Linked DNA regions of Mus musculus: regions 2, 3, 4 and 5 are each linked to region 1. The links are chromatin contacts, called in public promoter capture Hi-C maps. All regions are on one chromosome and are shown on one strand. The core of a region is the stretch at or near the end of the contact, and the rest is flanking DNA. Distances in the headings are between cores, read along the strand shown.

What was found. Promoter capture Hi-C pulls out the DNA fragments that hold promoters and counts their contacts. Capture Hi-C pulls out chosen DNA fragments and counts their contacts.
Region 2: a promoter capture Hi-C map of liver shows a contact between it and region 1, with 3 times the contacts expected there. The contact joins the promoter of Btnl10 here to the promoter of Nt5m in region 1. A contact is called at or near these places in 1 of 39 promoter capture datasets (liver) and 1 of 115 datasets of contacts at active chromatin or transcription factors (memory CD8 T cells).
Region 3: a promoter capture Hi-C map of liver shows a contact between it and region 1, with 2.8 times the contacts expected there. The contact joins the promoter of Smcr8 here to the promoter of Nt5m in region 1. A contact is called at or near these places in 5 of 39 promoter capture datasets (the HPC-7 cell line, liver, pre-B cells and 1 more), 2 of 484 Hi-C or Micro-C datasets (both in CD4 T cells) and 7 of 115 datasets of contacts at active chromatin or transcription factors (bone marrow-derived dendritic cells, bone marrow-derived macrophages, cardiomyocytes and 4 more).
Region 4: a promoter capture Hi-C map of liver shows a contact between it and region 1, with 3 times the contacts expected there. The contact joins the promoter of Drg2 here to the promoter of Nt5m in region 1. A contact is called at or near these places in 7 of 39 promoter capture datasets (cranial neural crest, embryonic stem cells, hematopoietic stem and progenitor cells and 4 more), 2 of 484 Hi-C or Micro-C datasets (pre-megakaryocyte-erythroid progenitors and regulatory T cells), 6 of 115 datasets of contacts at active chromatin or transcription factors (bone marrow-derived macrophages, embryonic forebrain, embryonic limb bud and 3 more) and 4 of 9 other capture datasets (adipose tissue, liver, macrophages and 1 more).
Region 5: a contact with region 1 is called in a promoter capture Hi-C map of pre-B cells, with 9 times the contacts expected there. The contact joins the promoter of Gid4 here to the promoter of Nt5m in region 1. A contact is called at or near these places in 23 of 39 promoter capture datasets (the 3T3-L1 cell line, 3T3-L1-derived adipocytes, the C10 cell line and 15 more), 11 of 484 Hi-C or Micro-C datasets (CD4 T cells, CD8 T cells, CD8 central memory T cells and 4 more), 18 of 115 datasets of contacts at active chromatin or transcription factors (the 230-238 cell line, Th17 cells, astrocytes and 14 more) and 3 of 9 other capture datasets (adipose tissue, embryonic stem cells and liver).

Annotation. Positions count from the first base shown.
Region 1 is chr11:59,845,149-59,851,343 of GRCm38.p6, reverse strand. It overlaps Nt5m (5',3'-nucleotidase, mitochondrial), which reads right to left and starts at 3,271. Exons shown (of 5, transcript NM_134029.2): 1 at 2,972-3,271. The coding sequence starts at 3,214. It also overlaps a transcript of Cops3 not described here.
Region 2 is chr11:58,915,102-58,921,296 of GRCm38.p6, reverse strand. It overlaps Btnl10 (butyrophilin-like 10), which reads right to left and starts at 3,389. Exons shown (of 6, transcript NM_001363414.1): 1 at 3,105-3,389; 2 at 2,343-2,429; 3 at 1,824-2,177; 4 at 727-1,005. The coding sequence starts at 2,427.
Region 3 is chr11:60,774,316-60,780,510 of GRCm38.p6, reverse strand. It overlaps Smcr8 (Smith-Magenis syndrome chromosome region, candidate 8 homolog (human)), which reads right to left and starts at 2,986. Exons shown (of 2, transcript NM_001085440.1): 1 at 130-2,986. The coding sequence starts at 2,483. It overlaps Top3a (topoisomerase (DNA) III alpha), which reads left to right and starts at 3,146. Exons shown (of 19, transcript NM_009410.3): 1 at 3,146-3,589. The coding sequence starts at 3,410.
Region 4 is chr11:60,452,094-60,458,288 of GRCm38.p6, reverse strand. It overlaps Drg2 (developmentally regulated GTP binding protein 2), which reads right to left and starts at 3,698. Exons shown (of 13, transcript NM_021354.2): 1 at 3,546-3,698; 2 at 1,578-1,738. The coding sequence starts at 3,609.
Region 5 is chr11:60,413,204-60,419,398 of GRCm38.p6, reverse strand. Gid4 (GID complex subunit 4, VID24 homolog) reads right to left here and starts at 2,254. Exons shown (of 6, transcript NM_025757.4): 1 at 1,555-2,254. The coding sequence starts at 1,743. Atpaf2 (ATP synthase mitochondrial F1 complex assembly factor 2) reads left to right here and starts at 2,365. Exons shown (of 8, transcript NM_145427.3): 1 at 2,365-2,648. The coding sequence starts at 2,489.

The DNA of each region.
Region 1 (6,195 bases), core at 2,022-4,521:
AAAATAGTGAGTGAGAATTACTGTCTGAACTGAACATTTACACAGGCCTTTTCTGTGTCATTTCTCCTTCTCTTCAATATCCCAAACCATCTCCACAGTATTTACACTGCCCTCCACAGTGTAAGCCACCTAGAGAAGGCCGAGCTGCATACAATCACATAGATCATACACAAACACCATACTGCTTTACATGACATAGTTTTGAGCATCTGTAGATTTTGGTATCCTTAGGGTCCAGGAAGCCTCAATACCAAGGGGCAAGAATACAAATTTGAAAGTGGCCACATCTACTATACCTAGACTGTTTGGTATAACCACAGATATTTAGACAACCAGGCTACGGGGAGGCTCTGGATGTTCTTCAGTGAGCTGAGGCTTGGGAAAGGAATGAGCGGAAACCAGTAGGTTTCTCCCGTCCCTGCAGCCCTTCCTGCCACACACTTTCTCATTTTGCAGTTGGAAGTCAGGAATTAGTCCTTTTGGGCCTGGAATATCTATACAAGGGGCTACTGAGCCACTGCTACTTTCTTTGTTGTTTTATGGTACTAAGAAAACCCAGGGCCTCACGCATCCTAGGCAAACACTACTGGTAAGCTAAACCCCTAAACCTTCATTGTATTCTCCTTTCCCTTCTCTTCCTCCATCTCTATCTCTTCTTCCTCCTTTTCCTCCTCCTCTCTATGGTACGGTTTGAAACAAGTCAGCTTGCAGAGTCTGGGTAGATTTCATTTTATCCCATTAGTATATTCCCGGGGCTGGAGAGACGGCTCAGAGGTTAAGAGTACTTGTTGCTCTTGCAGAGGACCTGGGTTCAGTCCTAGCACCTACATGGTAACTCCAGTTCTAAGGCTTTGGATACCTTTTTCTGACCTTTTGTACACCAGGACTGTACACAATGCACATGTGTATATAAAAGCAAAACACCCACACACATAAAACTAAATTTAATATATTCCTACAAGGAAACTATGTCCCCCAAATTCAAATGTTGGTCAGCCATCTGTAAGTGAACCCTATGCAGTGCAGCAGTTGATTGCTGAGGTGACAGAGCATTTCCTTAGGTTTAAAGCTTTCATAGGTCTCAGCACGGGAGAGATCAGCTATCTGGGCTCTGTGGAGATGCTTGCAGCAGTACCATCTGTGAATGAACAGAAATGATACCCCATGTCCCCTTTAAATACCTGTCCCTCAGTAAACCAAATTACTGTGGAGGTACCTTCTTTATCATGTAGGGGCCTGGGAGCTGGGGGTGCAGAGCTGCAGTGCTAGGACAGAACCCTAGAGTCTTGTACTAGCTAGACAATCCTCTACCATTGAGCTGTATTACCACCCACCCCCGTACTGTATTGAAATCAAAAGAGAAAGCAGAACAGAGAACAGGGCAGTAGGGTGGTTGGAGAGAATTGTGTGGAGCAGGCAGACGTGTTGCTGGGGCTTGAATCCCATCTGCGCTCCTTACTACCCCGTGATGTGATGATGGCAGGATGGCAGGTCTCCTTGTGTGCAAGGAGGAAACAGGAGCATCTTCCCACAGCAAGATAAGGGAATGGAGAGAGTGCTGAGTGAAGTCCTGAGGCAATGTGCTGTCACTGACATAGGCAGAGCTGTGTCAGCACCCCAGAACCTCAGACCCATGAAGGAAGGGCAAAGCCCCACCCCCATCCCCTGGCATGAAGAAGCCTTCCTCTGGTCCAAGTATAGAATTTGACAGTATATGCAGAGAATGGCCACTCTAGCTTTCCCCCTTGAATGTTTCCCCCCTGCAGACTGCCTCCCCTGTTTCGTTACACCTCTGTCCCCATCCCTGCCCATCCGTATACACCCGCCTTTCTGTTGATCCCTACAAACACCCTGGGCTTCCAAGAGTGCTGTGGTTTCTCCAGAAAAGAGCCCAGCTCTCTGTGTGTCTTTTTCTTCATGACCTCACTGCCTTCAGTCCTGGAAGACTGTGAAGAACGAGATGTTACAAACCTGATAAGTTAAAAAACAAAAACAAAAAACACTCCTCTGACCATCAAGCACTATAGCCCCTAGACAACCAAGTGAGAAACGCTGGAGTTTCTAAGTTTATGCTGAGCAAATCCCCCTATTCCTTTCATAGAATAGTTTAAGTCTCCAAATTACACTTTACCAAAAAGCCTGGATCTCTGTCTAGCCATGAGGGATGGGAAGGTTGGGGGAGTGGTGCCCAAGGTCTTACCAAAAACCTTACACTGGTCAAGAGGGAAGTTTCACTCTTCCCAGTCCGACTCCCCATGTGACACTCTGCAAGTCACATTCTCTAGCATACAGTATCACTCAAAGTTATGCTTCCATGGGGTAAAAGAGGATGGCAAAGACACTCCTGTCAATTTCATTGGGAGGGATAGCCATGTCTGGGTAAGAGACTGAGAATGCTCGGTTTTGTTTTTTGTTTTTGTTTGTTTTTAATGTAACCAATTATCTGAGGCCAAACACACCAAGAATTTAAAATTCAAGCCCAGCATGGCTTGCAGTCTCAGCTTCTTGAGAGACTATAAAACAGGAGGATCAAAAATTTAGGCCTCCCTAGGCTACACAGTGAATTAGTTCAAGGGCAGCCTAGGGAAGCTAGTGAGAATGAAGGACAAAGTACAAAGTAAGAGGATGGGAGATGTAGGTCAGTGGTTGGGAGCCTGTCTAGTCTACAGAGGTCTGGGTTCAATCTCCAATATTTAGAAGAAGTGGATACTGAAGGGCAGCGGCAGGAGAGAGGAAGAGAGGGGAAAAGGGAGTCCAGCTGGGAAGGGGGATTAAGGAGATAGCTGGAAACCCAGCAACAGCTGAATGGTTGGTCCCTCTAGCCCTGTAGCCCTAGTCCTCCCAGGATCCGTGTGGTACCAAAGAACCCGCCAAAGGTCATTGGAGGAGTCGAGCTGGCTTGGGGCTGGACAGCTGCGGCCTCAGTTTCCCCTCCCCGCGGGGCACGGCTGCGGGGCCGGCTGGTGCTCACGCTTAGCCCAGGCTGTAGCCGTCCGTACTGCTCCGACACCCAGAAGCCGCGCCGGTCCTCCAGCGCCACGAAGGGCAGGTCGGGGAAACGCGCGCGGAACTTCCGGAGGAAGCCGCCCTCAAAGTCCGCCAGCACGCCGTCCATGTCCACCAGCACCCGCAGGGCGCGGCTGCTCGCCCGGCTCCGCTCGGCCCGTAGCGGGGCACCGCGGGGACGCGCACAGCAGCCGCGCAGCCTATGCATCGCCCCGCTCCTCGCCCGGGGCCCGCGGCAGACGCAGCCTCCACCGCGGACACGGACGCGCAGGCTCCGGCCCAGAGCGAGGCCGGCGCGCAGCCCCGCCGCCCTTAAAGGGACATGCGCCCAGAGAAGGTGAGCGCGACGTGGGTGCTGATCGCCCTGGGACATCCAGTCCCAGGTTACAGCCGCCTGTGAAAGCCAGACTGGAGCACTCTTCCTACTGAGGCAGTGGTGGATGGAGGAGCTCACCACCGGAGGAACAAATCCTTAGGTATTTATTGAGCGCTTACTTCGTTGAGCTCTGAGCCCAACAAAGTTCCAGCCATCCCGGATTATGGGTACAGGTTTTTAAACAGCTTGTCATTCCCAAGTATAGACAGGGAGGATTTCAGGTTTTAGGTACAGGTAAAGGCAGATACACCTGCTGTGTGTGATCCTCTTTGTTCATAGATGCTGAATGTTTGCAACCATAACCTTATAAAATTTAAAGCTATCAGAGGTGTAACCTTCAAATCTATAAAGGTTCTAAAAAAAACAGATGCTCTGTGTCCATCCTAACATCACTGGATTCAATAGTGAATCTCCAAATATGTCTGTAAATTTGTTACTGTGCTTCATGTTATTAAAAAAAAAGGAATTAGTAGGTAGAAAAAATATTTTAAAGGATGCAAACATGAAGGTATTTTTGGTAAAGAAAGGTCTCTGTATGTTAAATCTTGGTCCTTCCTGATCTAGATTCCCAGCACCCTGCTGGCTGCTCACAATCCTCTCAACTCTGAACACAGGGGATGCATACAGCACCCTCTGCTGGCCTCCATGGGCACATGTGGTGCACAGACATACATATTGCCAAAACGTGGGGAGAGAGAGAGAGAGAGGGAGGGAGGGAGGGAGGGAAAGAGAGACAGACGGATACACAGGATGTTTGTAAAGATTTTTTAAAAAGACTCTGTCCTAAAGAGAAGAGGGATGGCTGGATGTTTCCAAAATAAGAAAGATAAAGACAAAGCTAGAAAGCTCATGTCCCAAAAGGCCAAGCAAGTTACATGGGAGGACCAGACAATCTGTTGTGAGATTATGTTTTCTGGAAATGACAGAAAAACTTCCATAATAATATGGCTGCCTAAATAAGACCACAACAAGGAACCACCACTGATAGACATGCTAACATGGAAGAGAGACAGTGCTCACAACAGTCTGTAGCTTCAGTTTCTGGAGATTCAACACCTTCTTCTGGCCCCCTCAGGCACCAGGCAAGTGTGTTATACCCATACATACATTCAGGAAAAATAAATATCTTTAAAGAAACTCACCCTCCTTGTCATCTATGAACTTCATTCTCTAAGTTCATGAGACAAGAATCTAGAGGCACTGACTCAGTAAAAGCTTTGTGACTATTGTGGACGCCCGATTCGCCAGCAAGGAAGACACCACAACAGGATTCTTCTGCACAGGTTTATTGGAAGAGCTTGATAGCGAAGCCAAAAGACCCCAGCCCCAAAACTGGCGCTGCTTATATAGGCCTAGGAGTGGCGTGTCTATACCTGATTGGTTGTGCTTTCAGTGCCTCATTTACATTCCCCGGGATGGGCTTTGATTTGGTGAGAAACCCTTATGCACATGCGCACAATGGTTGTTTACCTGAACTTACGGGCGGTGGCCAGCGGTGGCCAGCGCCATCTTGTAATGGCGTATGTGACTTCCCACAACTATGAGCTGCTGGAACCCTATCCTGAGGTAAGCCCACCGGGGCTAGAGGGCTTGGCACAGTCAAGGGTCTTCCTAGTTCACAAGGTTTTCAAGGCAGTGAACAAGAGCTGGGGAGAAGAGGCTCTTCCTGTGGGGCTCCCTGAAAGTTGGGCAGGGAGCAGCAGGGTTGAGTTTTCAAGAGCCAGACAAAGCTGGACCTTTTATTAATGCAGCTGTGTGAGTTGTCCATGCACCTCTAACTAACCCCTCACCCTTATGCGTGGTGGTAATCTGAGTAAACTCATCGGTTCACCAAGCTAGTCTTGGGTGGAATTTTTTCTTTGGTCTATCATATCTCTCCAGGAAAAGTCACACAGCACAATCCATAAAACATGCCACTTCAACTGGGCTTGGCTGGCCAGATCAAGTAGCACAGTCACCCTGAGCTTCAAAAATGGTAGAACGAAAAGAAGTGGGACAGTTGCATGTTGTCTGGGGTGACTCCCACTGCAGTGTTGGTAATCTTCAAAATCCTGACCAGAGTGACCGTCTTTCAGCAATTTGTCATTTAGTGTCCCTGTGCCAGCCTGCAGCAGGAAAGACCATCTTTCCTGGGACAGTGTTTGCTGAGCCCAGCAGGATGCTGGGCTAAGCTGTGCTGGGCTGGAGTGATGCACACAGCGCATCACTTTCCCAGAGTCTGGTTTGTCTGTTTCACATTTGCTGAGCCTGTAGTCACTCACATCTGCTGTGTTAAGACAAGCTTAGGTTTGCATTAATACTGCTGCAGGTTACAACTGTACCTCAGGAGACAGAACGCGCTGCCTAATGTCTAAGTCCTGATCCAATTCCTAGCACCACACAGATGAGATATAGTGAAGTACATCTGTATTCCTGGTGTGTGTCTGTAGACAGCACTACATAAAATTGAAGCTTAAGCCGGGTAGTGGTGGTGCACACCTTTAATCCCAGCACTTGGAAGGCAGAGGCAGCAGATTTCTGAGTTCGAGGCCAGCCTGGTCTACAGAGTGAGTTCCAGGACAACCAGGGCTATACAGAGAAACCCTGTCTCGAAAAACCAAACCAAACAAAACAAACAAAAATGGAGCTTAAGGGTTTGGGACTTTTTCATGGTCCTACAATTAAATCTTATTAATTAGACTCATTTATTTTGCCAAGTGGAACTTGATTTTTTTTTTCTTCAGTCTGCCTGTGCCCTTTTTATTTAGGGTGAACAGTGTCTCAAGAAAGTCATAGGACACACCAACACCTGCCTGAAGGAATCACAGAAGGTG
Region 2 (6,195 bases), core at 2,140-4,639, 930 kb after region 1:
TACAGGCATTGTGCAGTACCGACAAATAGATAACAACTCTCCCATGTCCACACCCCGAGCACCCAGCACTGGCGAGCCCTACACACTTGCTGCTGAGCCTGATTGCTCTTGCCTTTTCATTCCTGTCATGCTCCCTTTCTGGGCGTTCATAACCGAGAGCGCTATGACCGTGAGATGAGGTGTATTGAAGACCCAGGAGCTGGAGAGACATTTCAGTGGTTAGGAGCTCTGCTGCCCTTCCTGAGGAACTCTGGTCCCATTTCCCACACCCACATGGTGGCTCACAGCGACCATCTGTAACTCCAGTTCCAAGGATACTGCAGACACACACTGTACTTACACGCAGTCAGTATAACACTCATACACATAAAATAAAAATATTTTTTTAAAGAAAAAGTCTATGCATTTTCTGATTTAATTTGCCATCAACTAAAACTTCTCTAAAAAACAAAACAAACAAACAAACAACCCCAATAACAACAACCAAGATCCATTTAAAAACAACAACAGCAACAGAAAAGCCAGTATCAGGGTGGATCTTTCTTGCTTCCCTAGTGGATCTCCCTGCATCCCTATCCCTGCATTGTCTTGGAAACCAACATCCCTACGACCCTCTTGGCCAGGCTGAAGGGAGGATCTTCTCTGGCTCTGCCTGCATAGCCTTCTCCTAACATCCCTGGCACCCAGGGCCTGGTTCTGCTGTCTTTGAACTGAGCAGATACTCACCCAGCAGGTAAGTCTCTGTCACCTTCTCTGGGAGGAGGGGATTGGAGATGGAGCAAGTCAGGCCCCCCACAGCCGTATCCTGGGGAGTCACAATGGAGAGCAGGGCCACGAGGCCAGTGCTGGCTGAAACTGAGAAGTGACTCTCAGCAGACACTGGTTGTCCTTTAAGGTCCAGCCACTCCACCTTGGGCTCGGGGTACCAGCCTGCTGAGGTGCACTCGGCCCGGATGCCTTTGTCCTGGGTGTCAGTCACACGGATTCTGGGGGACGAGCCCCGCCCTGGAGGAAGGAAGAGACAGCAGCTCAGATCCTGCAGCTACAACTGGTGGGAAGGGATGGCTTGCAGGTGTTAAGTAGGTTCTATGAATCTGCATGGAGCACATCTGTGTGATAACATTACTAATGCAATACCTTCATCCCAAATAAAACGGTTGAGAGAAATGGGGGTGGGGGAAAGAAAGAAAGAAAGAAAGAAAGAAAGAAAGAAAGAAAGAAAGAAAGAAAGAAAGAAAGAAAAAAAAAAACAACCCAAAGCTTTCTACTAAGTATGAGAATGAGGAAGGAGCTAGGGTCTGTCACCTAGGAAAACTTCTCCATAGCCCCAAACAACCCAGTCTCTCTCCTGTCTCCCTCCTGTCTCTCACTTTCCCAAACCTCAGCAGTTTCAGCCTCTTTGTCATTCTCCCCATTTCTCTTTGTTATCTCTCTGGGCTCCTGACTTCCCTCTGTTCTCTTCTTCACTTTATTTCTGTCTCCTGTTCACTGTCTTCCTGTTTCTCCCTCTCTCCTTCCACTTCCCCCAGCTGTTCCCATGCCTTGACCCCCTCCCCCACATCTGTGCTCTCTTTCTGGTACAAGGGTGTGACATAAAGGCAGACGGAACTACACCATACACAGAGCTTGCAGGGAAAACAGCTTTGCCTAGAAGCAGGTGTCACCAAAGCCTCTGCAGCCTTAGGACTCAGGGCTCTGGGGACCGAGGTCTGGAATCCTGGCTGACACTGAGAGAAGCTGAGGAGTAGAAGACACTCCCCCCAACACACACACACACACACACACACACACACACACACACACACACACACACGAAACCTCACCTGCCACCTTCAGCCACAGGGTGGCCTGGCTGTGGGATGTGTACTCCTTAAACACACAGTGATAAGTCCCGTTGTCAAACACGGTGACGTTGTGGATCTTCACAGCAGCTTCTCCCCTGGCTACATGGCTGCCGTTGAATGAGGTCCTTCCCTTATATTCCACCATCTGCTCGTCATACACATCCTCCCCATTCTTGTACACATGCACGACTGACGAGGGCTTGTCCCTGTACCACCTCAGCTCCATGCCCTCAGCGCTGATGTTGAGTGACAGTTTGCAGGGCAACTCTTTGTCTTGACCAACTATGGCCAGAAGTGGGTGGGGAGGTCCAAGGACGAGGAAATCTGATTTTCCTTAGAGATGCAAAGGAAAGGACTAGGTTAGGTCACAGGCAGGAGGCAGGGGCTCCCCTTGTGCCCCCATTTTCCTCTTTGAGAGTTCCCTTAAACCCCAGCTTTGTTGGAAGCCCCAACCTGACGCTGGGCGCTCCTAGGGTCAGAAAGGGAGGGGCGTCCTACCGTTCCCAGAAGTCAGGAGTTGCAGGAAGATGAAGCTGACCAAGATGCTTGGCAGAGTAGCATCTCCAGGGTGTGCCCTTGCCATATCTATTGGGGACACATAGAATTAGATACACATTAGTTATGGTGAGAGAGAAGCTAGGGATCTAGTAGGAGAATGGAGAAACAGCTTAAGAGAGGTAGCTGCTTGTTCACCTACCACATGAGTTCTTAGTCCTAGAAACAGGGTCGTTCCGCACAGACCCCACCTGCAGAATCCCGCGGCTGCCCCTCTGTGTGAGTGAGGCTCCCTCCACCACCCACTCCTGTGTGACTTTATACACAAGCTCCTGCCCTTTGCAGGCACATGGAGAAAAACTAGCTCCAGTAGGCAACTCTCGGGTCATCAGAACCCTGTGACACCCTCCACTGTCTAACTGCCCTGAGACAGTTAGCAGAACCCTCCAGCTAGGGTTAGAGGACACAGCTCTCTCCTCAGCAGGATGAGGACCCCTCCCCCCCCCAAACTCAGGAATTTAGGGTAGTTAGCACAATCTGTTTGGAGAGTGTGTTTTGGTAACTGGGGGGCCAGTCCCAAGAAGCCCGTCCTGGAACAGCCTTAGGCTGCCCTTCATATCTAGTGTGTCCTGTAGGCAAGGGCTCTTGTGTGGCTCCATCTTGGCTTACTAGGGCAGCCACAGGTTCTCCCTGCCCATTGAGCATGTGGAGACATCCAACCCAAAATATGGAGGCGCGCCATTAAAGAGGAAAACACTCACTTACCTCTGAGCCGGCTGCCTGCTTTCCAGGTTCTGCTGACTTTGAGAGCGTCAGAGTTGGTTGGGTTCCCTGAGAATTTCAGATTGGCAGGGCACAAGCCAAGTGATCAAGCCTCGCCTCCCAGCGATATGAGAGGGGAACCTAGAAACTGAAGAACAGACAAGCTCACCAGCTTCTGTTGAGTCTGGTTACTGCCATCAGAAAATAATTAACTCTTACCTTCGGTAAGGGCAGTTTCGACAGGAAAAAAAAAAACCCTCCCTAAGGGGCATATGGCCAGCTGTACTGAGCATATAAGATAAAGACGCTGGGATGAGGGATAAGGGAAGGCACGGAGATGAGGGGAGGTGGCCTGTAGGAGGGTGGCAGCTGGGCCAACTTGGGGACATCAGGAGCCCAAAGAAGAGGACATCTATTATTCGTGCTGGGATCCTAGCCAGCCGTAGGAGTTGGGGAGTTCAGATAAACTCTGGTTATTGAGACCTTTGAGAGCAGCCACGTTGGTGCCGCTGCCTTTGGGAACATTGTGACATGGTATCGAAAGTGACAGGATTTTGGCTTTGGCTGTGGAGACTCCTGTCCAGAAATCCAGGGCAAACCCTTCCTCATCTCTTCCCTCTGCCCCATCACCGTAAGGTCCTGGAAGCTTCACCGGAGCCAGTCTTACACCTGTCAGTTGAGTGAGGCACTGGGCCAGGCTCTATTTGACCTGGTTGTCCTTCTTATTGACTTAAAAGGGTTGGTGTCTCTAGAGACTTTGGGTAAGGGAGGGCCACTCGGCTCTGTGCAGGGCGGAGTGCTCACTTTAACTCAGCAGATGGTGTAGGACTCTTTTTTTTTTTTTGAGACAGGGTTTCTCTGTATAGCCCTGGCTGTCCTGGAGCTCACTTTGTAGACCAGGCTGGCCTCGACCTCAGAGATCCACCTGCCTCTGCCTCCGGAGTACTGGGATTAAAGGTGTGAGCCATCACACCCGGTGGTGTAGGACTCTTAGGTGCTCTAGGCCAGGCAGTAATAAGAAAGTCCAGGCCCAAGGTCTTTTCTGCTTGTCTCCTTGGGGTGCACCTTCTGGTAAACAAACACCAGGGGGCGCCACATGAAACCATGAGTTATGTTAGCTAGGCAGCAGTGCCCCCTGCAACTCATCTCCCCGATCCTGTGAGTCAGAACGGAGGACTTACACTATCTAGAGAAAGCCCTCAGCAGCCTGAGTGTTTGGTTTCAGACGGGGACAAGGGACTGAGGTGCATACTTTACACATCAAAGCAGCCCTGCCCTCCAGGTTCTCCCTGCATCCCTTAGTCCCTACCTGGCATACCCTGCCCCCACCTTAAACTTTCCTGCCCAGAGGCTGGGCTGTCCTTGCCCCAGAGGCTCCTCCCTATATAATCCAGACATTTTGGTCTCTTCTTCTCCTCTTCTCTCTCTCTCCCCTCCATCCCTTTTCCATGGCGACTTCCCTAGCCTCAATCCTTGGGGCCAGTGAACTTGCCCACCTGAGAGCAGCTTCCCAATAAACCTGCCTTTAATAGAATCTAATCTGGTTTAAATTGGCTCATTTCAGTGGCAGAGAAATAACTTATCACTGAGATTCCTCAAAAAATTAGAAAAAACACTACCCCATGAAGCGTCCCACCACAGGGAATGCACTCAAAGGAAATTATACCAGTATGTAAAAATGATGGATGCACTCCGAATGCACTGCCACCCTAGGGTTTTCATTTTTTTGTTTGTTTGTTTGTTTTGTTTTTCTTTTTGAGACAGGGTCTCTCTGTGCAATAGTCCTACCTGTCCTGGAACTCACTCTGCAGATCAGGCTGGTCTCGAACTCACAGAGATCCTCCTGCCTCTGCCTCCCGAGCGCTGGGATTAAAGGTATATGCCACCACTACCTGGCCAGCCCTATTCTTGATAGCTAAGAGAAATTAAATAAACCCACAGCACTGGAGGGTGAAAAGCTAGGCAGCAGGACTCTGCAACCAGAACAGAGCGAAACCTATCATTAGTAACAAGATGCACAGAACTGGAGATTTTTTATGTTAAGTAAGATGAGCCAGGCACAGAGAAATGAGCACAGCACTAGCCAACTCATACATGGCAGCTGAGATGTTGATCTCAGAGAAGGTGAAAGTAGAATGCTGTGGAACAGAGTTTGGGACCAAAGGGGTTGATCGATGGATGCTGAGGTAAGTGTTAAATAGCAAGAAGTGGTGATCTGCTAACACAGAGGATCTGTACTGACTACAGAGCATCTGTATTGATCACAGAGCATCTGTACTGATCACAGGAGATCTGTACTGATACAGAGGATCTATACTGATCACAGGGGATCTGTCCTGATCACAGAGGATCTGTCCTGATCACAGAGGATCTGTCCTGATCACAGAGGGTCTGTACTGACTACAGAGCATCTATATTGATCACAGAGCACCTGTACTGATCACAGAGGGTCTGTACAAGATTAGACAGGAACAGTAGGACAGGGCTGGAGAGATGGGCCAGTGGCTCAGAGTACTTGCTGCTCTTCTAGAGGATTCATGAAAGGTTCCTAGAACACACAGTGGGCAGCTGTCCCACCTGATTTAGATATTACACACCTGTACATTATCACTCCAGGGCTATCCCATAGTTATGTATAATCTTAATATACCAGTTAAAAATGAATTCATTTTATCATTTATTTAAAGTTATTTTCAAAAAAGGTTTCCTGATCCTTCAGCTTCTACCTCTCAAATGCCGGGACTTTAAGGGGTCTGCTGTCTGGGATACTTCCCCCAGACCCACGGGAGACTGAGTCAGAGTGTGCCCTCTTTTATTATTGGCTCAGGCCTGAGTGCATTACTCTAACCACGGTGGTGCATGGTCCAGAGGGTCCAGCTGGGAGCCAAAGAGATACTCAGCCACGTGCCTCAGCGGTAAGCACAAACGGCGAGGGCTAGTTAGGGATTCAGCTAAGATGAGTAGTAATGGAGGGGATGGAAATGGGTGTGGAACGATGGGGTTGCATAATGGTTTTGAGGCCTTATTTTAAGGCACTGAGTTTATTTTCAGATTTGATATAGGTGCTAGTTGAAAAACATTTGTGAATGTCTTA
Region 3 (6,195 bases), core at 1,737-4,236, 930 kb before region 1:
AAGGAAAGAACAGTGAGTAGGGTTAGCCACTGTCTAGGAAGCAGGCTTTCCTTTTTAGGGTCCACAGATCCTAAACCTGCTTCATCTCGTAATGTTTAGGGCTCTTCCCCACCTCCTGGAACCAGTTACCTTTGTAGGCCAATAAGCTTCCACTTCTGGAAATCCATAATATGCAAAGGGGAAGAAATCCAGTGCTTCACCGGCTTGGCATAGCAGCCATAGTTGGGAACAAAGATGGACAGTGCAGTCACCAGCTTCCTGACAATGGTTTCATCTTCGCCCAGGACCACAAGTGTCCTCCCACTGAGCAGGGAGTAGATGGCTGGGTGGGCAAAAGGGTACTGGCGGATGAATTTTAAGGCATTCTGGCCAGCTCTCTTTTTGTGCCTCTCAGAGGATAGGCCAGCAGGAGGTGCTGAGGGGATTCTGTCTGAGCTGGTAGAGGCCGCACTGCCCATGTAGCTAGTGGTATCCGAGTAGTTATCCAGGCTCATCTTACTAACATCTCGGCTAGCCAGAAGGCAGCTTGGATCCAGCTCATAAGCTGGGAACATTTCACAACTGTTGTCTCGGGGAGAAGGGTCAGTGTTTTCCACTCCGAAGTCCACGTGGAGCCCCTGGTCCTTCTGTATGTAGCGCTGTGGGGGAATGCTCACCACACTGTCCTCATCAGAAAGAGTGTAGGCTGGGGTTGGGAGAGGCACCAAGTGACCTTCACTCTCCTTTCCAATACAGCAGCTGGAGTCTATTTGGGATGGGATATTTTCCAAGTTGCCCTCCTGAGTCTCATCCGGTTCTGGTGAGCCGGCACTTGCCTGGAAATGGATGGCCCCCTCATTATCCGCATAGGCTTCTTCTTCATTAATGGCACTTGGGTAACTGGCCTTAAAGTCATCAGGAATGAGGGCCTCAGAAGGGCAGGTACTTAAGACTTCAATGCTGTCCTCGCTGATTGTCCTGTGGCTGACCGCTTTGCTACGGACTACATGGGGGCTCAATGGCACGGTGAGGCTGGCCTGGCTGTCAGATTTCGACAACACAGAGGCTGACTTCTCGGTGCCCAGCACCTCAATGCTTTCCCCACTACTGATGCTCCCTTTCATATCCATATCCAGGTAGTCCAGGTTCTCTTGGGGGTCAAAACTGCGTGCCTCTGTTGCCTCCACCCCCGTGTACTCTTCATCGCCAAGTTCCTGCTCCATCTTGATCAATACAGACTCCACACTGGACTTGTAAGAGCCAACGCTAATTAACACTTTAGGAATGGGGCATTCTTCTACAGGCTTGGGAGGCAGCCTGTCCTGACTGGGCTGAGAGGGTACATTCTCTTGCTTTTCCATCCTGTCATCCACCTCTACAAAATCTTCAAAGAGGAAATTCGTTATGGGCTGTTGTTTTCGAAGCACTCTGTCAATCTGACTGGTCAGGAGGTAGCACAGGTCTCCTCTGAACATGTGTTCAATGTGGCTAAGCTGGGCCAGGGTCTGAGTGAAATACTCAGTGTCACAGAGTTCCTCCAAGGTCTTCAACTTCTTGTCAAAACACTTGGTGGACTTTGCTTTGATGAGTTTGGGGGTGTAAGCCGGTCTGCAGGTATAAAGGTCTGCATTAGCGGACTCCTCAGGATTAGAGGTAGTGGATACCTGGTCAGCCTGATCCTGGGTATGCTCTGTATCACCAGGCTGCAAGTCAGGGATCTTCGTCTTCTGACGAGGGTATGAGCGGATCTGCCTCAGCAAATCTTGATGTTCGATGATGGACTTCTCCACATTGGCCAGTTCATTGGCTTTCTCAATCGCCTGAGAAGAATAAAAACCCTTGTCGTTGGCTTTCTTCTGGATCTCGGTTTCTGTGTGTAGCACTGTCCTTGTGTAATCCAAGTCTTTCAGCTTTTTTTCAAGTTCCCCAGCGAATGCCTTCCTGTTGCCCATCTTCAAGCACTCAGATGCTTTGGAAAATTCGGCCGAGAGCTCTTGGAACTGCTGCATGATTTTATGCTGGTCTGCGGAGATATAAGCCATACAAAAGGGCCTCACAAAGCCCCTGGCCTCCAGGTCGTACAAGGTGAGGTGGTGCACATATGCAAAGGCCCCTTCCTTAGAGTCTCCCAGTACCACTTTAGAGTCTTCCACAAAGTTCAACTTGGGGTAGGCAGAACCGGGAGGATGGCCTACGAATGAAGCCTGGTAATCCACCGACATAATCCGCAAAGAGAAGTAATTAAGATCAAAAGTGCCAAAAACTTTGGTGTCATTGGGGATGGTAAGCAAGGGCTGGGGTCCCACCTGCTCAGAGAACTCGGAAATGAGGATGAAGTCCCTGGAGAACTTGGCCCCAGACAGTTTAGACCAGGGGTTTGCCCCCTGGCTGGCATAAGGAAAGAGAGGGACTGAGTACTCCTCAGGCAAAGCGGGCTCATTGTAAGGTTCTTCCTCGTATTCATCTTCCTTGGTGAAGGCCACCACATCAGGGGCGCTGATCATATTTCCTGAAATATGGCAAGCACATTGAGAGGAAATGGAAAATAATGTAGGGTTGGTCGGAGGGAGAGTCAGGCCTCTGGATGCGAAAACGAAGTTCTTGCGGCCTTCTTTGCACTTCCGGGGATCCTAAACTGCCCTGTCACACAACGAAGAACTCGAATTGCCGCAGACTCTCAAGGTTTGGGACCTGTGATGCCCTGGGCAAGCCTCATGAACTCCAAAGCTGCAGGTCCAGATGACGGAGGCTGGCCATTCTCCAGCGTTTGCCCGGGCCGGCGCAAGGTTCCTGAAGCTAGGTCACCAGCACTCCCCGGAACCTACCGGCGACATCAACAGTCCCAGCTCTGATCGTGTCATTAATCCTCGCCACGGGCTACCGCAGAATCAGTCAAATGAGTCTCCCCACGACCTAAGGGCAGAAACTGTCGCCGCTCCTAGGACCGTACTGTCCCAGGGAAGCTACCGCGGCACCGCCATCTTGGTATCACATGACTCCCCAGCATCAGCGTCGCGTGACCCGGAAACGCCCACACAGACTTCCAAGTTAGTGGCGCCTTTTAAGAGGCCCTGCCAATCAGATCTTCCAGAGGACAAGTCCCGTTAACTACCCATTGTCATAAAGAAAAGGAAAGTAGAATACAGTGGGGTGGAAGGGAGGAGGAGAAACGGTGTTGGAGGAACGTGCACAGGGCATGAGGCATTCTGGGAGTTGTAGTTCAAGGCTGCTTAGTGGCGCAGTGGGCGGAAGTTGTCTGTGAGCGCGAGTTTAAGCGAGACTCGGACGTGTGGGTTTCTGATCGAGGCGGCAGTTGCCTGGAAAAACTGCATTTATTAAGGTGGCTCTCACAGTTCCTCGTGGCTTTTCCTCTGGGTTCTCCAGCATGCACGGGCACCCGTGGAGTTGCTGCTGGAGCAGGACCTAGGGAATGATCTTCCCGGTCACCCTCTTAGCGTTTCAGTGGCACCGACGGCCTGGAGGCCGTGCCCTGTCCCGCGCTGCCATGGAAGTGGCCTTCCGAGGAGTGCGAAAAGTTCTCTGCGTGGCGGAGAAAAACGACGCTGCCAAGGGGATCGCCGACTTGCTGTCCAACGGGCGTATGAGGCGGGTAAGAAGCACTTGGGTTCTGCTTCCCTGAGGAACGCCCACAAAGTCCGACAGCGCGTTGGGTACCGGGAGCCCGGGCGAAAGCGACTCCGCCTATTTTGCGAGAGGCCCCTCCCGGCCGCCCTCACTTCTCGGTTTCTCCCTAGCCTTCAGGCTTTTTGTAAATGTAAAACCTTTTCACGCTTTTGATAGACCTTTGCTCGCCGGATCTGTCTGCTCGGCTCACATACCAGTGGAGCATTGCTCTCCCTTCTTTGGGTCTGGAGTGTGAGAACACGTGTATTTTAAAACTCTTCCTTGGTCAATCACAAGTTCAGTAGTATTGGAAAGCGGTAACCAACTCCTTTATCTTGGCGTTCAAGCCTTACTTATGGAATCCTGTCCCTGCCTTCTGCAGACCCTGTGACTAGGGTGGTGGCACCCTAGGGGTAACACTTAGGTTTAGGAACTAGAGAAGTCAATTACTACTCCTATAGACTGATTCTAAGATACACGAAAGATAGGATTGTCTCCTGACAAAACGGAGGTGAGAAGGGTAAAACCCCAAGGACTGTTGCGTTATCATTCAGCTGGAGGCCCTTCCTAGGAGCTGTTCCCTTTTCTTTGCAAACAGTTGGATCTCCAGACCTCTGCCTCCAGTTTTAAAATACCCGGAAGGGGGAGCCAAGGTTAGGTGGGCGCTGGCCCCTAACTACTTCACCTCTTAAAAATGTCTTTGAGTAATAATTTTTTCTTTTCTGTTTTGGAGACAGGGGTCTCACGATGTAGCCCTGGCTGTCCTGGAACTTGCTAAGTAGATCAGGCTGGCCTTGAACAATGGAGATCTGTTTGCCTCTGTCTTCTAAGTACTGGGGTTACAGACTGACATTCAGCCTAACTACTGCTTAGATCTCTCTCTCTTTTATTTTTTAATGTCTATGGGTGTTTTCCCTACATGTATGCCTGTGTATCAGACACATGCCCACCGAGGCCAGAAAGGGTATCAGATCTGGTTGTGAGCCACTATGTGAGATATGGGAATCGAACCTAAGTACTCTGAAAGAGCAGCAAGTGCTCTTAACTATTGAGTCATCTCTCCAGCCCCTTAAATGTCTTTTTTTAAGGAGCGCCCCCTGCCCCCCATACACGCACACACTTGGCCGGGGATTCTTTTCTCCCTCTCCCCCACCCCCTCTCTTTCTCTCGATGGCTAGTTGGTTGGTTTTTGGAGACAGGTTCCTCTGTGGTGTAGTCCTGTTTGTCCTGGAACTCACTATGTAGACCAAGCCAGGGCTTCTGAATCCTGTACCATCACAACACTTAGAAGGCATCTACAGTAATGAGACTGCCAAAGCTGGAATAAAAGAGATTGTTGCTGCTTTGTCCATACCATTGAGTAGATTGGAATTGAGTCTTTAAAACTGTATTTTATTCAGAGGGCTGGCAACCCTAGAAGACAGCTTGTCTCCAGCTGGCAGGTTATATAGAGACAATGGGGGTGAGGTAGAGAATGAAAGGCGGTCAGTCGCTTTGGAGTTCAATCGTGCCCCCTGGTCAGCCATATTTTGAGATTTGTGTTGTTCTGTAAGGATAAGTAAGAGTTAAGTTTGTAGGAAGAAATAAAAGATGAGAAACTAGATGAGCTCAAACAGCTAAAGCAATTGATATTTAATGCCAGAAATGTGGTGTTTGTAGTTCTGACTATGACATGACCAGGGCACAGGACCTCAGCACTCAATGATCAGGGTCCAAGAGAATACACATTTCTTGCTTCAGGCTGGGATTTTTGTAGCTAAGGATAGGGAGTGGGTGAGAGGGATTTGTTTGGGGCAGAATGAGGAAGTTAGCTGTTTTCCTTAGATAAGCAGTTTGGTCTGACTGCCAGGTCTGTTGTCTCTGCCACCACTGGGTATCTGGAGTTGGGCCTGCTGCCTTCTGCAATCCTTAAATATTTATTTCTTGGAACTTTGATCTCAGTTCCAGGAACTTGGCTTTTGGGGAGATTCATGTTTCAATTTGGAAGAAATGTCGTACAAGCTTAAGTGTGGTAAAGTATGGGTTGTATGACCATTATACTGTCTAGTTCCAGAAGGTAACTTTTGTCTCTTTATTTTTTTTAAGATTTATTTATTAATTATGTGAATACACTGTAGTTGTCTTCAGACACTTCAGAAGAGGGAGTCAGATCTTATTACAGATGGTTGTGAGCTACCATATGGTTGCTGGCATTTGAACTCAGGACCTTCAGAAGAGCAGTCAGTGCTCTTAACCACTGAGCCATCTCTCCAGCCCAACTTTTGTCTCTTTAAAAGAGCAAGTACCATTGTTAGCTCTGTCATGCCCACCACAGTTAGCCCGCTCTGCTGTTAACTATTGATGTTGTTAGGGGGTTGGAGTTTTTGTGTTAAGAGTCTCATTCATGTAGCTGACTTGAGGTTGACCATAAAGTTGCTAGGAGTGGAGGCTGGCCATAAACTTTTTTTTTCTTTCTTTCTTTAAACTGGAATAATCAGTTTATCTTATTTTTATTTTTGTGCATGTGGTGTGTGTGTGTTTGTATGTGTGTGTGCACGAGTGTGCAAGCACATGCTTGTGCCCTTGAAGGCCAGAAAAGAGCCCTGGGGCCTC
Region 4 (6,195 bases), core at 2,449-4,948, 610 kb before region 1:
CTCAGCAGTTAAGGGCACTCATTGGCTGCTCTTCCAGAGGTCCTGAATCCCATTGGCAGCAACCACATGGTGGCTCACAACCATCTATGTGATCTGATGCCCTCATCTGGCATAGAGGTGTACATGCAGACAGAGTACTCAGAGATATAAATAAATAAATCTAAAAAAAAAAAAAAAAAAACCTCCACAAAAACCAAAAACCAAGGTGGAGAGCCTGAGAAATGACACTGGATATTGTCCTAGCCTCCACCCCTATACATATACACGTGCACAAACAAACACCCTCAAACACATGTACCCACACACATGTGAATAGAGAAAAATAAAACTAAAAATCAGGGCTAGACAAGGTGAGGCACACCTTTAATCTTAGCACTCAGGAGGCAGAGACAGGTAGGTCACTGTGAGTTTGAGTTTGAGGTCAGCCTGATTTACAGAGCCAATTCCAGCCCCTGCAGAGCTACACAGTGAGACACGGGCCTTGAACCAAAACAAAAAGTAAAAACCAAAGTATGCTGGGGCTGCCTAGAATCAGGGGAACAGGGCAGGTGAATATGGTGAGGGAAGCCAGGTTAGTAGAAGTTAAAAGAGCTATGAATCCAAGCATGGACACAGACAACAGCTTGCCCTTAATGCATGGGTTGTAACAAGGGTGTTTCCTCAGGTAACAGTGTTACCAATAAAGAAACAGTTATCAGGACTCTGGCAACTCTCTGCAACAACAACAAAAATCCAAGATCATTCTAGCATTAAAAACCTATTGTCTCTCAAGATGGCTCAGCAGATACAAAGTATTTGCCACCAAGCCTGACAAGTTGAGTTCTATCCTATGGACCCATAAGGTAGAAGGAAAGAACTGACTCTTTTAAGTTCTCTGACATCCAGTGTGGCACGTATTTGAAATGTATTAAAACCTTATCTGCCCTGGCAAAGATGCTTACTTAATCATACCACATAAAATGTGAGTCAAGATAGGACATTAAACTGAACCACTTTCCAGAAGAAACTTTCTAGAAGACTCCACAGTGACATCATCACTTCACTTGTAGCCAGTCTGTGTGCTAGCTCTGAGGCCCAACTTCTCTTGACTCTCATCACCTCCGCTCTCCTGATGCTCACTTGGGCAGATAGCCCAGCTCTCCCAATGTCTACAGGCAGGCTTCCCCTGAAGGGCCTCTCTCAGCAAGCTCCCTCACATCGGTTAGGACCTCTGATACACCAACCACTCACTAGAGAAGCCTTCAGCTACCCAGACATGTCTTGAAGGACCTTGGACTTCCTTGGAGCTTAAAACCAACTAAGTGACACCTGAATTTGCTCAAATTGTCTTTTCTGAGAGGAAGTATGTGCAGGTAGGGATGGGCATCCCAGTATCGGGCCCAATGCCCAGCATAAGGTACACACTGTGTGCCACTGGCTCAGTTGGAAGGCCAACTATTCCTGCTAAGGAGAAGAAAGAGTAACCTCTAAGTTAGGGCGATAGGGAGGTAAGACTTTGAGGGGAGGTAGGGATGGGCATGCTGTAGGTAAGTGACCCTCTATTGTTCTCCCCAAGGTCCACAGAGACCATCACTGACCTTACCCACAGAGGGAAAGCCAATCAGTGCCACACGGGCATCACCTGACTTCATGACATCAAAGCCCTCTCCTTTGGATGAGGCGGATTTGGATGGTTCCAGGAGCTGGGCCCGATACTTGGCCAGTTTTGCTTTCAGCAGGCCCAGGTGGTACTCGGTGGCTGGAGGATGGAAAACAAGACAGGAACAAGTGTCAGGGTCTCTACCTGGAGGGTCAGGTGGGGACCCACATAGGGCCAAGTGCTGAGAACATCAAGACCAGACAACAATCACCTCAAGGAGACCTCAAGGGTTCCCCTGGTACCCCACTGGTATCTCAGCATCCTAAGGAGCACGGATGGGCAGCACTAATGGTACTTGAGGCAGACAGAAGGTCACAGGGCTGCTCTCTGCTCACTCTGGAGCTTTACTCTCTCCTGGTAGCTGCCCTAAAGATCACGAACCAATTCCGAACAGCCGGGAAGTTCCTGAATTCGTGACTTGTCACATCCTGAAGACGTCCAGAGAAAACCTGGGTCAGGCTTGAAGGCCTCAGGTCTGCCCTGCTTCTCTATGGACACAGGGCACTTTCTGTAGTGCTGGAATTCCATGTGGTGCACCACTTCATGGAAGAAGGGGACACTGTGGCATACACAAATTTGCCATGCTGTGATCAGCCCCTGACGGAATCCAGGAGGCCACACAGCCTCCCTGCACACGTCCCATCACTGCGGCCCCAGGCAGAGGATGGGTACCTTGTGCTTAGTTCTCCTGACATCACCCAGCACTCATGGAGGGAGAACAGACTGTTTCACTGTACACCTGTCCCTTTTCCTTCTCCTTTATAGTATTGTCAGGCCGGGCGTGGTGGCGAACGCCTTTAATCCCAGCACTTGGGAGGCAGAGGCAGGCGGATTTCTGAGTTCAAGGCCAGCCTGGTCTACAGAGTGAGTTCAAGGACGGCCAGGGCTACAGCGAGAAACCCTGTCTCGAAAAACCAAAAACCAAACCAAACCAAAAAAAGTATTGTTAGGGTTACCATACTGCTTCCAAATTCTGGGGAACAGGGTTAAGTTACTGAGAAGGAATTCTGTTTCAGGTCTTACCGAATCCGCATGATAGCAGGGACATGGTTGAGACTGAGGACCTCAGCTGTCCTGCCCCAACTCCTTCCACCCTTCTCTGACTTTATCCTTGCCTCAGGACCTATGAACCTGCTGTTGCCTGAATTTAAGTCAGATCAATCCCACCCTGCCATTACTGCCTGGAAAGGTCACTTAGCCTTGTGCATCCGAACAGGAAGGGCAGCAGCACTAACTCTGTCACCACATTTCTTCAAGACTCGGGAAAGCACCAAGGCTAGACACTGCTTGGCAGTCCCACCTCTCCACTGATCCCCAACCCTCACAGTTTGATGCTTCCTTGGTGTTGTGTATTTGGGGTGGTTTACTTTAAATATTAGGTGATCACTCTGGCAAGGGCTTTGCACATGTGAACCACAACAGAGCGGGTGTTATCCCTATCCACAGATGAGGACATTGGGTCGCCAAAAACTGACATGACTTTACAAGGTTACATAGCAAGAACGTAGTGGACAAATTCTCCAGTCCCTACTTCCTTGACACTAGCTCGCTGGCGCCTGCCTGTCTGCCGGGACAAGCTGTTTTGTGAGATGTCTTCTCTTGCCCTTCTCAGCATGAAGGCCCAGCTGCCAGGACCCTAGGGGAAAATCTCCGACACTGCCTTTCTGGGTCACGGGCTTATTGTGCGCGCTGAGGTTTCTCTACTTGAACACTGAGTCCAGCACAGATCAGATCTCTCAAGAACCCTGAAATCACGTCGCTGAATGTGCCCGCTCCCGCCTCACGCACGCCTCGGCACTTCCCCGGTGTTTCTCCGGCCTCGGTGGTGGCTCCAGTTGTCCCCTCATTTTACAGACAAGAAAAACAAGGAGGGTAGAAAGGGAGACCCCTCCGATCCCGCCCTTACCCTTGTTCTTCTGCGTTCGAGCGATCTCCTTCTCGATCTCCGAGATTTTCTCCAAGATCCCCATAGTTGCAGCTTCGGCGGAGATTCACGCTGCCTATAGCTTACAGCGCTGAGCGCTCACGTCTAATGCCGGAAGCAAAGCAGTCAGAACCAGGAAGCGCACCAAGAATGGAGTCCTCCCGAGCTCCCGGTGCTACGAGATTCGGAGTCCGGGCACACCACGTGGAGAGCAGATACCATCCGTTCCTACCTCGTCCAGCTGCGATGAGCATCCGGGTCTTGACTTTGGTTCGTTAGGACCAGACCCCAAACTGCTTTGAGTTTGCAAAGCAGAGGGGGAATCTCTTTTCTCTTTGATAGTGACAGAAAAGGAGATGGGCAGAAAGTCTTAAGGCTCCCATTTTGTAAAGGCAGTAAAAGAGTCTTGGGGTCTAGCCTGCTGGAGTAACCTTTAATCCCAGTACTCAGGAGGCAGGAGCAGGAGGATTGCTGCGAATTTGAAGTCAGCTGGGTTGCACAGCTAGTATCAGTGTCAGATAGGAAAGCAAACGAAAAGTTCAAAACTGGGCTCAGCCGTTAAGAGCACTTAATGCCAGCTTTAATGTGGGGTATTGTTTTTTTGTTTTTTTAATTTTTAAATTAGATGTATTCATTTTATGTGTGTTTTGCTTGCATATATGTATGTACACCATGTGCATGTGCCAGTGGAGCTCAGAACAGGGCACCAGATCTCCTAAAAGTATAGTTTCAGACGGTGGTGAACAACCACGTGGGTTCTGGGAATCGAACATGTCTGTTTCAAGAACAAAGTGCATGGGGTCACCAGTCTCGCTTGCATTGCAGTTTCCGAATAGGTATTGCAAATTACAGCTGTTAAATGACAGTGCCAAGATAGAATGAAGCTCTGGCTGTGAACTCCAAGTCTACACACCCTCATGGTAATGCAGTAGATGTGTATGCTGTTTCTGCAAGGTAGTACGATTTAAGTGTGGTAGGTTTATATGATGTTTTGAGTGGGTATCAAAAGGTGATGGAGCATTTTGGAAGCTGGGGTGGTCAATGCAGATGAGAAGGCCTGAGAAGCCCAGGCCCAAGTCCTCAGGTCCCTTCTGCCTCAAATTTCCTTTTAAAAAACAATTAGCATTCAAAATAATGGGTTATAACATTTTAAAAGATGTTTTATTTTCCATGTATAAGTGTTTTGCCTACATGTATGTGTATACCACATGCATGTCTTCCTTGTTGCCTGCAGAGGTCAGAAGAGGGCATCAGATTGCCTGGATCTGGAGGGATGCTTGTGTCCCACCATAGGGGTCCAGAGTCAAACCTGTGCCCTCTGCAAGTACAAGTGCTCTTAAGCACTGGGCCATCTCTAGCCCCATAACATTTCCATTCATATACCTGTATCTTGCACTTCTTTTATTCCCTATCCCCACCCCTTCCATCAACTCCTTCCTAATATGGCTGTTGGAATCTTTTACCACCACCTTGTAACCCCAGAAGTAAGCTCACTTTGACTTTACAGTTGGGGGAAATGGCTCAATTTCCAAGAATGCTAACATCTTCTCTGCTGTCTGCTTCATGATCCCATGGTCCTTAATTTTTTTGTTTTGTTTTTGCTGCCTGCCCGAGAATTGGGCCTACCTCAAGATCAAGGAAAAGGCAGCTAGCCTTTCCTTCAAGGAAGATCCGACTCCTCCAAACCTAAGTCTTGGAAGCCAGCTGTGAGCTCCACTGTCCATGCAGATCTGTGGAGATGGGGCTGGTTTGCACAGGGAGAGGTCACTATGCTCTATGTACATATTTAACTTGTCCATCAAAAGATACTTCAGCAAGGTCAAAGACACTGGAGAAAACCACAGAGGACACAGAGAGTTAATGTTCAGAATACAGTAAGGCCCATGACTCAACAACACAACAACCCCATTCTGCTGAGTTACTGATGTAACCCAAACATAACACAGTGATTGACGTGTGTTTAGTGCTTAGAAGAACCTGCCAAATCAGGAGCCTTAGGACAGTACGTGGTGTAGAAAGAGCCCTATCCCTTCTCCCAGAGCTTCCAGTTCTAGATGGGATGGATTCTAATCACACATAAGACAAGGACTACAGACTAGTGATGCCCAGTGCTACTCTCTGTATGCTAGGGATGAATATATGTGTGTGTGTGTGTGTGTGTGTGTGTGTGTGTGTGTGTGTGTGTGTGTGTGTGTGTGTGTGTGTGTAGGCCAGAGGCTAACATCTGATGTCTTTCTCTCTCTTTGCCTTTAAGATTTTTTTGATTACATTTTATTTATTTTGTGGTGAAGTATGGTTGTGTGGAGGTTAAAGACCAATTTTTGGGAGTCTGCTTTCTCCTTCTACCATGTAGGTTCTGGAGCTCCAACTGGGATGGTCAGACTTGGTGGCAAGTATCTGTTATTTATCCAAATACTAAAAATTGTATCCCAAGAAAATGGTTGTCCCAAGACAAATTCCTATGTTCAACAGCCTTTGTTGTGCAAATCTTGCTCCCCAATTTAAAACTATCTGTTAAATAAAATGGCTATAGCCAATTACTGGGGAGAATAGAGAGAGGTGGAGTTTGAATTACCAGGCTGGGGTCACAGGTAGGGGCCACAATGGAGAAGCGAGGAAGGAGACAGAGAGA
Region 5 (6,195 bases), core at 1,005-3,504, 570 kb before region 1:
CAATAAATACCATACTTCATGATAGAGCTTTATGGGGAAAAATTACATTTAATAAGAGTATGGTTTTCCCAATCTCAAAGCTGAGAGAACTATTTCTACAAATGGTAGGAAAGAAAAGAGCTGATGAGTGTGCTGCAGTTAGAAAGCAGAGACACTCTCGAGTCTTTGGAGTGGGAGATCTATTTGCTCAAAAGAATCTGAGATGGGAAATTAGAACCAAGGGTGGTGGATGCTGTACATGTTCAATATACATCTCCCCGGGCCCTGGGGCAGTATGCACCTCTAAACCTCTGGCTTTCAAGGAACAAGACTTGGGGAACTACCTAGGAGGTGGCATTAGGAGAAAGCACACAAGGTGGGACAGGGAATTGGTCTTCTGGCAGACAGTTTAATACCTAGAAAGAAGAGTATTGTGGAGAGGGGAGATAGATAAAAGAGAAATATCTACTCCCACCAATCTCCTTCAGTTGGGAAAAGCTTCAAGGGGGAGAGAAAGAGGTGGAGTTCTGGAAAAGAAAGGCCCAGAGAAGATGAAGCTGAAGTTTCAAAGTTGTTCAGGGACTGGCAGCCACCAGCCAGTACTCAGATATCCAGGTCAAATAGGGGGAGGTAAGTGGACACAAAACAAAACTGTGTTAGATTTCCCAGTACTTAGGCATCTGAGGCTCGGAGGAAACTCTGGAGCTATGCAGATAACAATCAGCAACACTACAGCCAGCAATAGCAACCAGCTAGATCAAGGTGCGAGGTCTGGGGAGAGGCCAGGGGGACTGCCAGGGATGGGAAGGAGCCACAGCAGGGTAGGGTAAGAAGCCTGGGACAGGAAGCAAAGTGTAGCAGCGGATGCCTATGAACTGACTGACGCCGGGTTTTGGTACTGGAAGGCCCCACGAGACAAGGTCTTAACACTAAGTGGTGCAACTGGAGATATTTGGGTGTGAGGCTCCCTGGTCTTTGGGGAGCCTCAACCTCTGTGGGTTGTCTCAGCCAATGGAGGGAGGTTGGCCACCTCTCCCCCGTCAGCAGTGGGCTGACTGAGTTCTCCTAAGGAGCAATGTCCCTGGCACTCAGGATGGAGTTGGGGTCAGAGGAAAAGCTTCATTCCGGGAGAATGTGACACTGGCCGCTATCGAGAGGTACTGAGTTTGGGGCAGCCAATGGAGAGTTTTTCAGGATCCGACAGGGACTGGTGGGAGGGCTGGCTGGTGTAGGGAGGACAGGACTTGGGAAGAACCGACTCAGGCTAAAGGACGGCTAGTCATGGGGGAGCTTCCGGATGCCCAAGCCGGCGAGTCAAAGGCTCTAAGTGTGGGACAGTCTTCGGGGTCTGTCGGAGACTGGCCACTACAGGCTCTGAGTCTAGGGGTGGGCTAGGGGTAGGGTTCGAGAGTGTGACATCAGCTGGGCAGGTCCCGGTGGGAGGCGCCGGGTGCAGGAGGCCCCGGCAGTGAGAGGGCCTGGTCCGCGGCTGAGGGCTCGAGGAGCCCAGGGCAGGCCCGGCCCGTGAGCGCCGCGAGGAGGCCCTCGGGCCCGGCCTTGCCGCCTGGCGCTCACCTGCAGCACCACCTCTACGTCGTACGAGTTCCCCTTGCTCTTCTGGTGGCCACGGAACTTGGAGCCGCTGTAGAGCAAGCTGGTGGCCACGCCGGGCTGCTGGGTGTTGATGGGCGGCGGCGGGATGAGTGAGGCCGCGGATGTGGTTGAGGCACCCGCCGGCGGGGGACACTCGGTGCGGACCGGCATCGCGGGGTCCCCCGGAGCCAGGGCTGGGGGAGGGGGAAGGAACCGCCGCCGCCGCGCGGGAGCCGAAGCTGCGGGGAGGGCGGACCCGGGCGCGCACGCGCGGGGGAGGGGCCGGGGAACCACCCGCCCGCTGAGGCCAGACCAAGCGCTCGTGTTGCCACCTGGACCCGGAGACCTGCAAGCAGGGCCTCCCAGACCTGAGCTGGGTCTCCCTTCCCACTTGCCCTCGCGGGTACACACACACACACACACACACACACACACACACACACACGCACGCACGCACACACACACACACGCGCATACACACTCACTCACTCATACACACGCGCTCACACACACACGCGCGCGCTCACACACACACAAACACACACACACTCTGCAGCTTCCAATTGGCGCGGGCGCGCTGGAGAGGCGGGAGCAAGCTCACGCGGCGCTTCCGCCCATTGGCGGACAGAGAAAGCACGTGGCGCAGAGCGCGAACGGCCCTCTGGGACTTGTAGTTTTCTTCCCGTGGCGCGGCATGGAGGGGGCGTGGCGAGCACGTTTATGATGCTGATTGACGGGGGCGGGAGTGGCGCGCAGCGGGGCGCACGGCTGCGACGGCGCGCCGTAGGTGTCATGAGGAAGATGGCGGCGTGCTGAGGAGGCTGAGGGCTATGAACCCTTGGTGAGAGGTTTCCGTACAGAACCAGCGAGGGGTGTGGGGTTCTCTTCGCTCTTTTCCTGTACTCTGTTTCCACGCATGTGTCCACCCAGGTCCTTGGGCAGGATGTGGCGAATCTACCCCCGGCTGAGGGACCGGTGGCGCGGTCTCTTGGACCGGCGTCTCAGTGACCCCACCGTCTCAGTATGGCCGGGGCCAGCTCCGCAGCCTCCGGCCCGGGCCTATGTCCCGCCAACAGGTGAGGCCCGGACATAATGTGACTTTTTGGTCAGGAGCCAAGTCGGGCTCACCTGGAGGAAGGTTTCTGACGTGCAATGCGGGGTGACAGGCAGGGTTCAGGCCTATGCGAATATTTAGAGCAACAGAGTTCTGTTTCAATTTGAAAAATGACATCCAAACAAGTGCGAGGGTGACTTTAGGGGACACAGCGTGCCCAGGACACGAGATATTTGGCTCTTGAGGCTTTTCTCAATTTCCTTTATTTTTTCTTTTCTTTTTATTTTTTCGGGGATAGGATTTTTCTGTGTAACCCTGGCTGCTCTGGAACTCACTCTATAGACCAGGCTGGCCTCGTACTCAGAGATCCTCCTGTCTCTAGTTCCTGAGTGCTACCACCACTACCACCACCACCACCACCTCCCAGCTTCAGGGTTTTTTTGTTTGCTTGTTTGTTTGTTTGTTTGTTTTTCCTTTTAAAGGGGAGCAGGTGTCTTAGTTGGATTCAGAAAGGAAAATTTGGGCTTTCAATCAGGACATCCAAGGTCACAGAGCAGACTGGTTGAGGCTATGGAAGGCAAAGACTGACCTGACTGTGTTGTGTCCTCATGACTGTGTTGTGTCCTCAGGACCCAGCAGAAGACTTGGCACAGAGGCAGGCCTTAAGTCTTCCACCACACACAGCACACTTCCTTAGGGGTTTGCGGGCCCTCTGTCCTAGTGCAGTGCCACAGCCTCTGCATTCTCTGCAGCTTTCTCTAAGTGGGAGTTTATGCCAGGCTTCTTTGACCTACTAAGGACTGTAATAAGACTGAAAGAAGGTTATTTCATTGCTTCTGAAAGAGAGATTGCTACAAGTGAGGTTCACTTCAGTGAATGAAAAGTAGTGATGACCTCTCTAAATTCAGTTAGTTGTTTTGTGTTGAGGGCATGTGGTCTCACCTGAATGATTCTCAACATCAGATGCAGGATTCATTATGCTTACGAAACAATAGTTTGCAATATATTGTGATATGGGAACTATGAAGGACTTAAGAAATCACAAGGATGAGCGTGTACAGGGTGATTGAAAGGGCATTTAAACTGGGGCTTGAGAGATGAGTAAGAGTTTGATGGGGGAGAAAGGGGGTGTAACATGTCCAGAGGTGATGACTGGGTGTTAGAGGTCTTGCTGCAACACTGCCCTCATTAGGCAACAATTCCATAGGCAGTTTGGCAATTGGCATAAGAGTACAAACCTGGGGTCTGTTGTTGGCAAAATCTCTGAGGTACTGTGGTCTTGGGCATGTATGATGTTGCTTTCTTTGGTGATCTGAAGCATGAGATTGCCTTTAAGAATTCTTTAGGCTGTAAATCCCATAATTTCTTGTTTCATTTAGTGTGTATATATCTGTGTGTGCACTTGGCATGCACATGGAGGTCAGAGGACAACCAGCAGGACTTGGTTGTGGCTTTGAGGGACTGAACTGAGGATGTTGGGTTTAGTGGTCAGCGTCTATACGTGGTGAGCCGTTCAATGGTCTATAGCCCATGATTTTATATAACTGGGGAAGGGAGTGGATGCACCAGGGAGCTGATTTTTGCTTATCAGGACACAAACGAAGGCCTAAAAGTGGGGCAGAAAAAGCCAGTAAAGACAAAGGAAGAAGCTAAGAGTAGCGTCACACACATGTATCAGCTGCTTGGGAGCCTGAGATAGGATCACTTGAGGTCATGGGGTATGGGGAGGAGGAGAACGGGCTTGACTTACAGATAGCTCTCTGTGCCCCATTCATTCATACATTCCTATTTTCTTTCACCTTTGACTACCTACTATGTGCTAAATAATGCTAAGAGCCAACTGGTAAGTCTGTAATACAGAAGAAAAGATGGCAGATCAAGCACCTCCACAATGGAAAACAAAAAGCATCCATGCGCTTAAATTGACCCTTTGCCTATTTAGTGAACTCCTGAATGTGTTCCTTTGTTTATGCCGTGCCTCCCTAGGGTATGCTTTGCTCTTTTTGTCCTCCCCAGGTGGGAGATATTTTTGTGTATCTTTGAAGTATGTAAATTATTAAGTCCTTCTTCTTTAAGAATCCACTTGTCAATGTTAGGAACAGCTACACCATAGAAACTTGTCAGGAGAGGAGAGGCTTTTGAAGGAAGGGCTCGCTGTGGGGTTGGAGGAGGAGGTCCTGCAGTGCAGAGACCTTTGTGAGGCCATTGCCACCCTCCTGCTGTTTTCTGCCCAGAGGAGGATGTAGTTTGGAGAAGCAGCATATGAGGTAAATTCCCAAAGAAATAAAAGCTTGAAGTCCTGTCCTGTTCCTACCATTTACAAATTGCCTCCTGTCCAAGGCAGCTTCTCCAAGTTTCTGCCACTTAAGAGACGTTACCTGCTTTGCCATTCTCATAGGAGTGTCAGGGACCAGACGGCTATCTGCTTTTGAAGTAGAGTTTTATTGGAACAAAGCCACATACTCATACATATTGTCTGCTTTCATTATATTGGCCAGAACAGCCTAGGGTATGGACCTCCACTCCAGATGAAAAGCAATTTGGAAAATAGTGCACTTATGTATTTGGCTGCAAGAATTTTTTATTATCATATATTTATTTGTGTATGCATGTATTTGGGCATCCATGTGCCACTGTACATGTGGCGATGAGAGGACAACCTCTGACAGTTGGTGCTCTCTTGCTACCTTTACATGGGCTTGGGAGATTAAACTTGGAATCAGACTTGCTTGTAAGCACCTTTACCCACGGAGCCATCTCTCTGACCCTGGCAGAATTTTAAATACCTTTATTAAGATATAATTTACTTAAGGGGCTAGAGAGATGGCCCAGAGATTAAGAACACTTGTTGCTTTTACAGAGGAATGGGTTCAGTTCCCAGCACCCATATAGTGACTCACAGCCATCTGTAACTCCAGTTCCATGGGATCAGATACCCTCTTCTGACCTTGACCTCTGTGGGTACAAAGCACATACATAGCACATGTACATACAGTCAGACAGAGCACTCACAGGTGAGATAAAATTTTAAAAATCTAATACATATAATTTACTTAGCATACAGTACATTCCCTAGTATATATTCACTAATTTGAATGACCATCACCGTCAGTTTAAGAACATTTTTATCATGGTAAAAAGTAGTCCGTAGGGGATAGAGTGCTGGCTCAGGCTTAAGAGCACTGGTTGCTCTTCCCGAGGACCTGGGTTTGGTTCCCAGCACCTACATGCAGCTCACAGCCATCCATAACTTCAGTCCCGGGGGATCAAATGCCTTCTGGCCTTGGGCACAAGGCGTGCACATCGTGGATAGACATACATGCAGGCAAAATTCCTAAACACATTAAAAAAAAAAAGGCAGCGAGTACCCTTTAGTACCATCCACCTGCCTGGCCATCTCCCCAGCCGTAGGCAACCATTACTTCCTTAAAGATTTCAGTTTTAGACATTGCATTGTGTGGAGCTTAGGACTAGCCTTTTCTACTTAGTAATTGAGTATTTATGTTCTCAAGGTCTGTCTGTGTTGTATCATACATATATCCATAGTCCAGTCTTTTTATTGCTGAATA